2 separate regions of the Pan troglodytes genome follow, and region 2 is linked to region 1. Evidence: chromatin contacts called from public Hi-C data. All regions are on one chromosome and are shown on one strand. Each heading gives the region's core, a stretch centred on a gene start, on an enhancer-like site or on the middle of the called end of the contact. The rest is flanking DNA. Distances are from core to core; before and after follow the strand shown.

Region 1 (6,073 bases), core at 2,299-4,798:
CGCAGATAAAAGCAGCCTGCAGAATGGTAAGTTAAGTAACTGAACCCAGACTCTACAAACCAGGCAAGAAAATAGGCCTTTGAGCAAAATAAAAAAGGGTGATTCTTCAGGAGAGACGAATTATAAAAGGCAACACTTGCCCACTTCCCCACCCCCAAATGGTAAAAGGTCCTTTTCCTGAGGGGCCAGGCCTGGGCAGTCCCATTTAAGTTGCAGAAGGGGTCAATTTGCAGGACGTACCTTTCATTCAGGGTAGCAAAGATGTTTAAAGTCGTTCTTCACTCAAAGCCTCCAGGGGTAAATCCCTTCTACATAGCAGATGGGAGAAAATTGGGCCTGGTGCCCTCAGTGTAACTCTCTCCTCTGATCCCACCACTCAAGGAAGAGGTCTCCGCCCCTTCCTTCCTGGTTATTACTGAACCACCTAGTTCACCTCTTCTTGATCTTAAGTCCCTTCCAAACTCAGAACAGGCCTTCCCAGACCTCATAAAGAATCCTCACCCCCTCGTTTTTCCTTACCAACAAGTGCTTCCAAGCACTGGAGCATCCATAACTACTTTACTGTGTATTCTCTGTCTTCTCCCTAGGATGTGAGTTCTAGGAGTGCAAGATGGATGACTTTTGGGTCACCTTTGTGTTTTCAGGCCCTAGCACAGCACATGGCACATAGAAGAATACGTATTTATTGGAAGCATTGAAAAATCAGTCAAACTTAAGAAGCAAGACAACCTCATTTGTAATTTTTTTAGAGACAGAGTCTCATTCTGTTACCCAGGCTGGAGTGCTGTGCAATGATCATAGCTCATTGTAGCCTTGACCTCCTGGGCTCAAGCCTCGGCCTCCAGAGTAGCTAGGACACAGGCCACCATGCCCGGTTCATTTTTAAATTTTTTCTAGAGATGGGGATCTTGCCGTGTTGCCCAGTCTGGTCTGGCACTCCTGGCCTCACGCAAACCTCCCACCTCAGCTTTCTACGAAGCTAGGACTACAGGTGCATGCCATGCCTGGCTAATTTTTAATTTTCTTTTTTAAGAAATGGGGATCTTGCTATGTTGCCCAGGCTGATCTGGAGCTCCTGGACTCAAGCAATCCTCCTGCCTCAGCCTCTCAAAGTGTTAGGATTACAGGTGTGAGCCACTGCGCCTGTCCGTAGAGAACCTCCTTTTTGACATAAAAGTAATCATGAACATGTGAGCAATATTTCATTTGGATGCCAATGTAGAGTTAAGCATCCCTAACCCCACCCGGTCTCGTCTCACTCAACATCTGCAGCTTGTCCACGCCTCTCCACAGCAGCAGAAATGAGCCAAAGCGGGAAAGGCTGACTCATTGTAGGTGCCAGAGGCTGGGAAAATTTATAGAGCCAGAGGGGAAGTAGACACGTTGGTTCTGGGGAAGGGTGGCCTGTCACTTTGGGGAAAGAAATGGAAGGTCAGAGGGACTTCTGGAAGGCAGAGGAGAGCAGGTGGGATGGTTTCCTATGCCTGGACCATCAGTTTCTGGGAGGGAAGAGGCAGGAAGTAGTGATGGATGCCCTGGACTGAAGACTGGGAGGGCCAGGAAGGAGCCTTAAAATTTGCACTTCCAGAGAGAAAGCCGGGTGGTGGGATTGACCTCGGACTGACAACTAACAGGCAGCATGCGGTGGAGTTTCAGGAAGCCAGAGGTCTGGGGTGCCAGCAACAACAAACCCAGGCTGGCTGATGGAAGGGCCCAGCCTAGACAGGGAAGCAGAGGGGCTGCATGGAAAGGCTGAGGGCTGGAGGTGATGTGAAGTGGAATAAGCTTCAGTGGGAGCCAGGAGGTTGTGTTTCCCGTTGGGGGCGGTGGTGGAGGGATGGGGGTGCCCAGAGAGGAACTATGGATCAGGCCCAGGCCGGCCACTCAGAGTGCTTGGCATCCAGGGTGTGTTAAGATGGCATTGAGGCCGAGCGCGGTGGCTTACGCCTGTAATCCCAGTACTTTGGGAGGCCAAGGCAGGCGGATCACCTTTGATCAGGAGTTTGAGACAAGCCTGGCCAACATGGTGAAACCTCGTCTCTACTAAAAATACCAAAAACAATTAGCTGAGCATGGTGGCGCGCGTCTGTAATCCCAGCTTCTGGGGAGGCCGAGGCAGGAGAATTGCTTGAACCCGGGAGGCGGAGGTTGCAGTGAGCCGAGATCGCGCCACTGCACTCCAGCCTGGGCGACAGAGTGAGACACCATCTCAAAAAAAAAAAAAAAAAAAAAAAGATGGCATTGAGATCAATAAGGAAGTCTAGAAACCAGGAAGCTTTTTGCAAAGAGAAAACGCCTTTTGTTATTCTCACCGATGGATATTAAGCTTTCCCTCACAGACAGGACTACAAGCTTCAGAGTGGATCTGAGACGAATGCGAATTGCTCTGTACCTTTGTAAGGGACAGAAGACCGGATTTTCAAATTTAAAACAACCATTCTGTTTCTGGAATCAGAAATCAGTTTCGAGATTTACAACTGTATTTTTTAAAAAAAATCTGTCTTCTTAGTGGACTCGGGGGGGACTTCACGTAGCACCCAGTACACGCCACGCCAAGCCACCGAAGCCAGAGGTGTGTGTCTGGGGCCAGTGACGTGCATTCCCTCAGCAAGGCCGGCCTCAGACGCAAACGCCAGCACCGCCACCCTGTCGCCCGCTGAGAGGATCTGGCCGCCGGGGGGAGGGGGCGGGGGGGGGACAGCGGGGGAACAACAAAAAATCCCAGCATAATGATTATTCCCAGGGACCGTTGGGTTTTTTTTTCCCCAAGGCGGCCGAGAAAACAAGTGCTCCACTTCCCCGTAAATGAGATGCACTGGGGTATTCATTCCATTCCGCGGCTGGGAAGCCCCTGCGGAAACGAGTCTGGCTGCATGTGCGGCCTCGGCCCCAGAAATCAAAAAGAGCGTCCCCTGAGCCCACAGCTTGCTCCTCCATGTGACCGGCCCTTGGGCTGGTGGCCACTGTGGACGCGCCCGGCGCCCCCTCTCCCGGCTCCCTGCGGGTTCCGCGGAGCCGCCGGCGCGCAGCCCGGCCAGGTGCACCCGGCACGGCCCCACCAACAGCGCGCGCCTCCAGCCGCCGGGCACTGGCGGCCACGCGGGCGAGATTTACGGTGGCGCTAGGCGGCGGCTTCCGAGGCCGGCCGGCGCCCAGGCTCCGATTACAGGTTCACACTGGGGGCCCGGCCGGCGGCCGCCCAGCCCCCGCCGGCGCGCCCTCGCGCGGCCCGGCTCCCCGCCTGCCCATTCTTCTCCATTCATGCGGACGCCCAGCGCCGCCGCCGCTGCCGCCAGCGCGGCCGCCGCCGTCGCCGTCGCCGGCCGCCCGGATTGGCTGGCGGCCGCGGCGCCGGCACTTTCCCACGGCCCGCGGCGCGTGCGGCTCACCGGAGGCGCTGCAGGCTCGGCCCTGGCGCGCGGCCAGGCCAATCGGGGCGCGCGGGGCGGGGAGGAGCCGCGGCCGCCCGCGGGCTTGTGTCCCGGCCCGGCCTCCCGCGCCTCCCCGCCGCCCGCGCCTCCTCCTTCCCCTGAGTGCAGGCCGGGCAGAGCCCCCGCGGAGACGACGCACCGCCGCCAGGCAGGGGCGGGCGCGGAGGGCGGGGGCGCGGTCCGCTAGCGCCCTCGGCCTCGCTCCCGCCCCTCCCAGGAGCGGCTGCCAATCAGCGGCGCGAGAAACCGGATTGGCCGGGGGGCGGCTGTTGCCCTGGAGTTGCCGCCCCGCCTCTCCGCCCCCTCGCCCGCCTTCCCCACTCCCCCGCCCTCCCCAGGGCCCTGGGAAGGGGCTCAGCGTGGGAAAGGATGGTTGAGTTTTAACCAGAGGCAAAGCGTGAGCGGGATCAGTGTGTGCGGAACGCGAGCAGCCGAGAGCGGAGAGGCGCCGCTGTAGTTAACTCCTCCCTGCCCGCCGCGCCGACCCTCCCCTGGATCCCCCAGGCAGCCAGCATGAAGCGAGCTCACCCCGAGTACAGCTCCTCGGACAGCGAGCTGGACGAGACCATCGAGGTGGAGAAGGAGAGTGCGGACGAGAATGGGTGAGCTGGCGGCGGCGGAGCGGAGCCAGAGCGGGAGGCGAGCGCAGGCCTGCCGCGGTGACAGCGGGCTAGGACCCTTGGCGCGCCGGTGCCCTGCGCTGACCTCCGCGCGTCGCAGGCTGGCGGCAGCCTGCGGTCAGGGAACCCCTAGGCGCCTTCCAGCCCAAGTGGCAAAAAAAGTCTGAGTGCGGGGAGGGTGTGGGGGCGACCTCTCAGATCACCTCTCCTCGTTTAACGGCGATTTCAGTTTTTGTTTGTTCTTTTTCTCTTTTCAGAAACTTGAGTTCGGCTCTAGGTTCCATGTCCCCAACTACATCTTCCCAGATTTTGGCCAGAAAAAGACGGAGAGGAGTGAGTCTCTTTACACTCTCCTTTTATTTTTGTTATTGATTAACGGAAATAACCACCTTTTTTTGTCTTTGAAATTTACAGTCGTAATGGTAATGCCTTCCTTTGTTTTGCTTGCCTTCTGCAGATAATTGAGAAGCGCCGACGAGACCGGATCAATAACAGTTTGTCTGAGCTGAGAAGGCTGGTACCCAGTGCTTTTGAGAAGCAGGTAATGGAGCAAGTAGGTAAAGCTCTCAGCATAGCTATCTGCACCTTCTGAATCTTCCCCCCATTAATCTCATCCGCCTTGGAAAATAGCTGTGTTGCTTGTGCCTAGATGAATTCGTACACAGATACCAGCGTATTTTGTGAAGACAACTGATTTTGCTTTAGTCCATGCTTTACGATTTACAAAGCATGTATCTTTGTATATATGTTTGCATATTTTAAATTGTTCCCCAAAGGAACTTGTGCCAAATCAATCTTTTGCCATTCTCATCTTTAGGGATCTGCTAAGCTAGAAAAAGCCGAGATCCTGCAGATGACCGTGGATCACCTGAAAATGCTGCATACGGCAGGAGGGAAAGGTACATCTCCTAGACCTAGTGGGGGCTCTGAGTGGTTGGCATAGAGTGAGCAGCGGCTGAAGGCCAGGATTGGTGCAGTAGCTGCCTGATTTTTCTTTGGGGGTGGGGAGAGAACGGTGTGTGGTGTGTGCAGTTCCCTGTCAGTACATTTTCGAATGCACATAGAATCTTCTCCAGTGAATTCACCACCCCAGCTCTCTGCGGATTGAGCTAGTGCATCTTTTGGAAAAATACCTATTATTTGTGAGGTCTTCAAAAGTTGTGACAGCCCTGATTCAGATCAGGTAGCTTTCACATTTGTCCATTGCTATTTTGAGAAAAAGCATTTAAAAACAATATGTGGTCTTATTTTTGGAATACGGGATTAAAAAAAAAAAAGGTGCTGCCACATGCCTCTTGAGGAAAGAAATGTATTCTGGTTAAGTAGAGGAAACCTAACAGGAGACCAAGGTCTGTGTGTCTGTCTCTCCAGCAGGAAAATGCTTTACTGAGGTCCAAGTGCCTATAAAAGCTCCGCGATGATAACTTACATCTGTGTGTCTAATGAATTTCACTGCTCTGTGGTTTCTCTGCCCTTGATGTATTTTTTGTTGTTGTTGAGGGAAAACATTAAAGGAATGAACATAGTTTCATCTGCTGGTAGGGTATAATTCCAATTTCTGCTCTGCAGCTTCTAATTGGGCTTTGAACTTGCATTAGCAAACACATTCTGCTTATGTTGATTAATGCAAAGATTTTTGTTGATTCCAAAGTATTTAGACTTTCGGAAGAACCCCTGACTGTTGTGTTTTAAGGGATGCAGGTATCTGCCAGGAAGGGCTGTCTCTGGGACTTAAGAAATAAGGGAAACGGGCAAAGCCCTGAGATTTTTCTTTTGTTCTTTTCCTTAGGTTACTTTGACGCGCACGCCCTTGCTATGGACTATCGGAGTTTGGGATTTCGGGAATGCCTGGCAGAAGTTGCGCGTTATCTGAGCATCATTGAAGGACTAGATGCCTCTGACCCGCTTCGAGTTCGACTGGTTTCGCATCTCAACAACTACGCTTCCCAGCGGGAAGCCGCGAGCGGCGCCCACGCGGGCCTCGGACACATTCCCTGGGGGACCGTCTTCGGACATCACCCG
Region 2 (6,073 bases), core at 1,947-4,446, 190 kb before region 1:
GGTAGAAGTCAAATTTCATTTTTTTCATATGATTATCCAGTTAGCCTAGAACAATTTATGAAAAAGACTGTCCTTCTTTTACTGTTTTGCAGTGCTACCTTTTTCCGAAAATAAAGGCCTATAAATGGCTGTTTCTGGTATCTCTATTCTGTACCATGTCTTTGAACCAATATCGTATTATCTTAAATATTATTGTTTTGTTGGTTGAAACTTACTTTATTTGCCTAGAATGTGAACAGCATAGACAAATGTTTCATGTACATTTGAAAAATAAATGTGTATTTTTTACCTGTTGTATGTAGTGTCTTGTGTATGCCAGTAGGTTCAATATTGTTAGTTGTGGTGTTCAGATCTTTAAGTCCTCAAAAATGATTAGTTTTTGCTGCTTGTTATGTTAGTTACTCATAAAATTTGCCACTGTGATTGTATATTTGGCCATTTCTCCTTTTAGTTCTATCAGGTTTTGATGTACATATTTGGGATTGTATTATTAGGTGCCTAAGAATTTAGAATGATTTTCTTCCTGGTGGAATTGATCCATTTGTCATTATGAAATGTTCCTTTTGTTTCATACCCTGAAGCTTTAACTCTTTATTAATATGGCTACACCAGCTTTATTTTAGTTAGTGTTCACATAGTATATCTTTGCCTGTCCTTTTACTTTTAACCTTTCTGTGTCTTGTATTTATTTAAAGTGTGACTCTTGCAAACAGCATTTAGTAGGGCTTTATCCAGTCTGCCAATCTTTGACTTTTAATTGCTTAGTTCCTTTATATTTCATGTAATTACTGATATATTTGTATTTAAATCAGTCATCTTACTCTTGGTTTTTTCCCCCCCCCATCTTTTCTATATTTAAATGGAAATATAGAAAGGCTCAACAAAGAAAGGAGACAAATTTCCAGCAACCTAGAACATTTATTTAACCAGAGGGCTCCATTCTTCAAGGCTTTGATATAATTAAGGTTTTGTTGTATGTATCTTCATATTGTATTTTCAAGAAAGAAAAATACACACACACACACACACACACACACACTATATAAACATATATTCCACCTTGAATTGATTTTAGTAAATGGCAGGATGTAGAAGTCACGTTTCTTTTTGTTTCATATGATTATCCAGTTAGTCTAGGACAATTTATGAAAAAGACTGTATAGTGCGCATGCATGTGTGTGTGTACTTTTGTATACTTTTATGTATTATATTTATATACATTCTACTTTAATTAGTATCAAATGTAGCAAAGGATACCAAGCAAACAGGAAAGGAACTTCTTCTGTGCAAATCTCCAGCCAGGGGAAAATCCAGCTGAGGTATGACAGTAAGGAAAGGAAAGCTACCAGTCATGAAAGGTTAAAACCTTGATCACAGTTTCAGGTAATGAACTTAGTCCCCATGAGACTAAGGAGAGGGAGTTTGTGTGCTCCTGAGCCTCTTGTAGTGCCTGGAATCAGTATGTGGCCGTGATAGATAACCAGCATAGATTGGAGAATTTAGGGTTTCCATTTGCAAAATAGAAAAGTTGGTGTTACCATCTTTATCAGTCTGTTCTCCAAAGAAACAGAACCAGTAAGAACTATAGCTATAGCTATAGATGATTTATTTTAAGGCACTGGCTCACCTAATTGTGGGGACTGTTAAGTCTGAAATGTTCAGGGCAGACTGAAAACTCAAGCAGGAGTCGATACTGCAGTCTTGAGGCATAATTTCTTTTCCAGGAAACCTCAGTTTTTGTTCTTAAGGCCTTCAACTGATTAGATGAGGCCCACTCACATTATTGAGGGTAATTGTAGATGTTAACACCATCTTCAAAATAATGTCACAGCAACACCTAGATTTGTATTTAATTAAATAACTGGGCACTATAGCCCAAGTTGGTACATAAAACTAATCATTACATCATCTGTAGCATCAAATAATACAGAAGAAGCAAAACCACAGAGAGATATTTTTAATAGCAGTGCTGCCTCTGTGAGTTAACAGAAATGATCCCTCCAGGGGAGATAGCAGCAAAACCTGGGAAAGAGTTCCATGGAGCAGCCACTCCAGGTCAGGCATTGTAGAGGGTGTGTGTAGTTATAGCAGGAAGAATTAATAAGCACACAAATTCCTTTCTTTTTCACCACGAATTTCCCATCTTTGTCCCCCATGTATAAAAGAAAAGAATCAGAGAAACAATTAGCAGTGTTACCACTAGGGAGATGTGACTCAGTCTAATACTGTTGCACAAATGACCACCCCAAAATTAAAGGAAGTTATTAGCATGTTTCTATTGTGCTTCTCTGTGTCAATGATCTTTATGTCTGTCTCTATCTATCACTCTTTCTCTCTTTATATGTATGATTTGCTTGCTCTCCCTCAACCATTCTTTTATATTTATTTCTTTCCTCAAATGTTCTAAAATGAAATTTAAATGTTACTTTTGTATAAATGAGATAAAAAATTTTTAATATTTAACTTCCTAGAAAAAGGGCAGGTGTAGCATCGTAACCATATTCTATAACTATAACTATATACACCCATACAAACACATCCAACTCCAAATTCTGGAGAGTTTCTGGTAGACCCCTCTGCCTTTGACAGCCATGTACTAATGAAGTTAAAAACTCTCTGTCCTCTGCAGCAACAGTGAGAACTGTACACGCCCTTGTGTCATGGAATACGCAACTGGAGTGGCATTGTATTTTTTAAAAAAGAGAGAAAACGGCTGCAGCTTGCTGAGCTCAAGCAGCTGCTGCTTGATGTCTTCCACTGTGAGAGCACCTTTCTGACAGGTTCTCAGGCTCAACTCTGAGGTCAGAGCAGGATTAGGACAGGAACCCACTTTGTACTGACAGCTGCTCTGTTAGTCAGTGCACTGACTTCAGCTCCATGGCTTCTCAAGAATGTTTAATTAATTTTCTCACTACTGAAAGTTATCTCTAAAAATGTTATAATCTTGTGCTTTAACTGGTTTTGTTTTTTGCAAGAGATTATGATTTTCCCAAAATCAGATGAAATTTGTGTTCTTTACCTGCTCTTGGATGCTTTACATGACACAAAGTTATGAAATTATAAGTGTTACTATCCAGTCTTCTCATTATTATTATCTGAGAATAGATAGTTTCCTTTGCAGAACTAGGTAGCTCTCAAGAGAGGCCCAGTCAGCATGTTAAACAGCTGGCTCCCTGTAGCAGAGAAGCTACCCATGGGAAATAAGGAACTCTGTTGATGGCGTGGGACTCTTTCCTGTAATAAGGACCCTGATGTGGGGGGGTAGGTAGTAAACAGGGATGCATCTGCTAGTGTGCTTTCTATGATTGCTATTTTGCCATGTGGAGAGGAGGTTCCAGCCCATTTGAGGGGCATAGGTTTTGATAACAGAATGCTCTCATAAGAACATCGCTACCTCTTCATGATAACTATTTACATCGTTCTCTTGCCAAATAGAGTGAGGCAACATTTCTACTCTTGGTGTATTTTTATGTTCGTTCTTACTCTTCACTTACATTATTTTCAGCTAATGATGATCTACTTAATTTTGGAAGGTTAGGGTAGGAAGAAAGAGAAAGTAGGCCCATTAAAAACTTAATTTTCTTTCTAATATTCCTTGTTAAATCTGTCATGATAGTACCTCTCAATCGATATGAACAAAATTGTTTCTACCTGTATCAAGGAAACAACTGAAAATATCCTAACAAATTTTGGAAGGGAATGTTTTTAAATGATTTGATTTAAAATATGGGCTATGTAAAACATGAAATCTACTTGGAGGAAGGGGGATTCAAGACATCTTAAAGGAATGGGCATTCTTTTTCGAAGTTGATAATAGGCTCTATGAGATATTACTCGTATTGAAACTGCGCCGTCATGTGTAATGAAGATGCTTTCAGTTGCAGTTGACGGAAAACTCTACCTTAACTGTTTTAAACAATAAGAAACTTACCAACTCACCTAACAAAGAACCCAGAGGTAAGACAGTTGTGATTGTGTTGTGATAAAAACTGTGGATCCTCCTTTTTGTAATATTTTATTCTAGTCTGGCCTTTTTCCCTGTATAGGTTTTATACTCAGGCTTGATCCCATCATGGCTGCGAGATGGCAGTAACAATGCTAGGCATAATATCCAAAATTAATTTACAGGTACAGGAAAGGGGGCATCTCTTTTCGTGTGTCTCTTTTAAGAGTAAGAAAATTCTTGTAGAAGTTTCTCTGCATTCCTTCATATACTGTTGGCCAGAATTACATCACATGCTGAGTTGTGAAGCAGTCATTAATGAGGGTGAGAGCACATGATTGATTCAGATTTATCAAGATCTGCCGGGGCTGGCCGCATAATTCCCAGGGCCCAGTGCAAAATGAAAACTCAGGGCCCAAGGTAGGGGTGGGGAAGTTAATCTTCCTTTGTCATGGGCCCACCATCTCAACCCACAGTGGAGGACAACCCAAGGGATTGCTGCCTGTGTGCCAGGATGCACAGAGGCACCTAGATGATGGATGGGCAAGAGGCTACCACTGGTTTGCCCTTATAACACACCTTGGCACCATCAGTTTGGGGATAGAATGGCCATCTTCTCACTTTGCAGTGAGATTCTACAGAGTAATGCCCATCCCCTAACCTGGTGGCTGAGAACCTGTCCTTGAGGGATCAGGACCATGTGTGAGCCTAGACTCACAAGCCCTGGGTGCGTGCGCCATTGTCCTGTCCTACTTCACTTACAAACTCAGATGCAAGGATAAAATTATTAAGAGTTTCAAGTCAGTGACCACAGATTAATAAACCCAAGCACTGGGCCCTTCTGTGCATGAGGCCCTGAGTGACTGCACTGGTCACATATTTATTCTTTCCCTGGGATTAGGACTGCAGCCAGCCTCTCCTGAAAAATATCAGGGTGGCTACATGAATAAAATGGGGCATGCCAGGAAGAAGGAAATGGAGGTGAGGGGGAGTGGTAGATATTAGGTTGGGAATCAGCAACATCCGCTGTAGATACCATGACCAGAGAAAATACAGTGGTTTGGAATATGAGTCCTAAAGTGAAAGCTACAGGGCATATGCTCTGACTTCACATTGACTGACTTCACATCTGACTCCAGGATGAATAGCAGCAGAAATTTATTCATTTGATATTGGTTAAGACTTGTCCTCAACAACATCTTAAAGGTCAGCTGGTGTGATGTAAAGTAAAGCTCTGAAACTCAAAGTTTTACTTCAGATGGCAAATAACATTTATTCATTAAATTAGCTATATTGATAAAGATGCTTTTAGAATGTTATGGAATTATTTTTATTTCTAGTCATCTGTCCGAAGGCATTTCATAATTGTGCTTGTGTGTGTGTGTGTGTGTGTGTATATGTGTGTGTGTTTGTGTTACAGTTTAAAATCTTACTGTATTACCTACATCATTGAAAGAATCATCGTGCAGCCTTTCTCAACAAAGGCTTATCTAGAGAATTATACCCTAATATCCTAAAGTATATTTAATGAATTAATAAACATTTAATGAATTAACTTACTCATTCCTGGGAGAATTGAGAATAGAGTCATTCAAATCATTTTCTATGGGATTAAATTCTTTGGCTGAACCCCAGTTGAGAAAGGCTGCTAGAGAATGCATTGAAGACCAAAGACTTGGTTACTGTTTATGCCAAACTCCTTAAAGATTACCACCACCATAAAAACAAAAGAAAGAAAAAATTAGTTAAGTATTTGCTTTATTGATACGCAAGAGAATACTTTTGACTTTTAATGAATATTTTGTTTTACTAGTTAAATAATCTAGAAATTCCCTGCCATCTAAATCTAGAAACTAGGGGGGAAGCTGGGGTTTTTTGCTTGGGAGCTTTTTGTTTTTATTTTTATATTTTCATGTGTTTTTCTTTACTTTTTCTGAATATGACCTGAAATATAGCTTAGTGATTTTTCTAACTAACAATGCAATACAAATATTATTCATGATATATGTTCTAGGGAAGAAAAGTTTATTTAAAGTAACGAAAACCTTTTTAGTTGTCCTGTTGGAGTTGAGGAAAGGGATATAGAAGACGAAATACAGACACTCAAATTTTATAATCATATCCAATATT

Evidence for each region. A called contact is a pair of places that touch in the nucleus more often than the background predicts.
Region 2: a Hi-C map of stem cell-derived neural progenitor cells shows a contact between it and region 1, with 2.3 times the contacts expected there. The contact joins the enhancer-like site here to the promoter of HEY1 in region 1. A contact is called at or near these places in 1 of 7 Hi-C or Micro-C datasets (stem cell-derived neural progenitor cells) and 1 of 1 datasets of contacts at active chromatin or transcription factors (stem cell-derived excitatory neurons).

What each region holds. Positions count from the first base shown.
Region 1 is chr7:88,409,018-88,415,090 of NHGRI_mPanTro3-v2.0_pri, reverse strand. HEY1 (hes related family bHLH transcription factor with YRPW motif 1) reads left to right here and starts at 3,548. Exons shown (of 5, transcript XM_519823.8): 1 at 3,548-4,033; 2 at 4,309-4,384; 3 at 4,509-4,592; 4 at 4,869-4,950; 5 at 5,841-6,073. The coding sequence starts at 3,945.
Region 2 is chr7:88,594,319-88,600,391 of NHGRI_mPanTro3-v2.0_pri, reverse strand. The region is part of intron 2 of TPD52 (tumor protein D52); the gene reads left to right. Among named protein-coding and RNA genes, the nearest start is that of TPD52, 80 kb to the left of the region's middle. Within about 2 kb of position 3,196, at least 2 of the 24 cell types and tissues checked have an H3K27ac peak or open chromatin away from gene starts, as enhancers often do. A contact at or near this core is called in stem cell-derived neural progenitor cells, where this site is marked.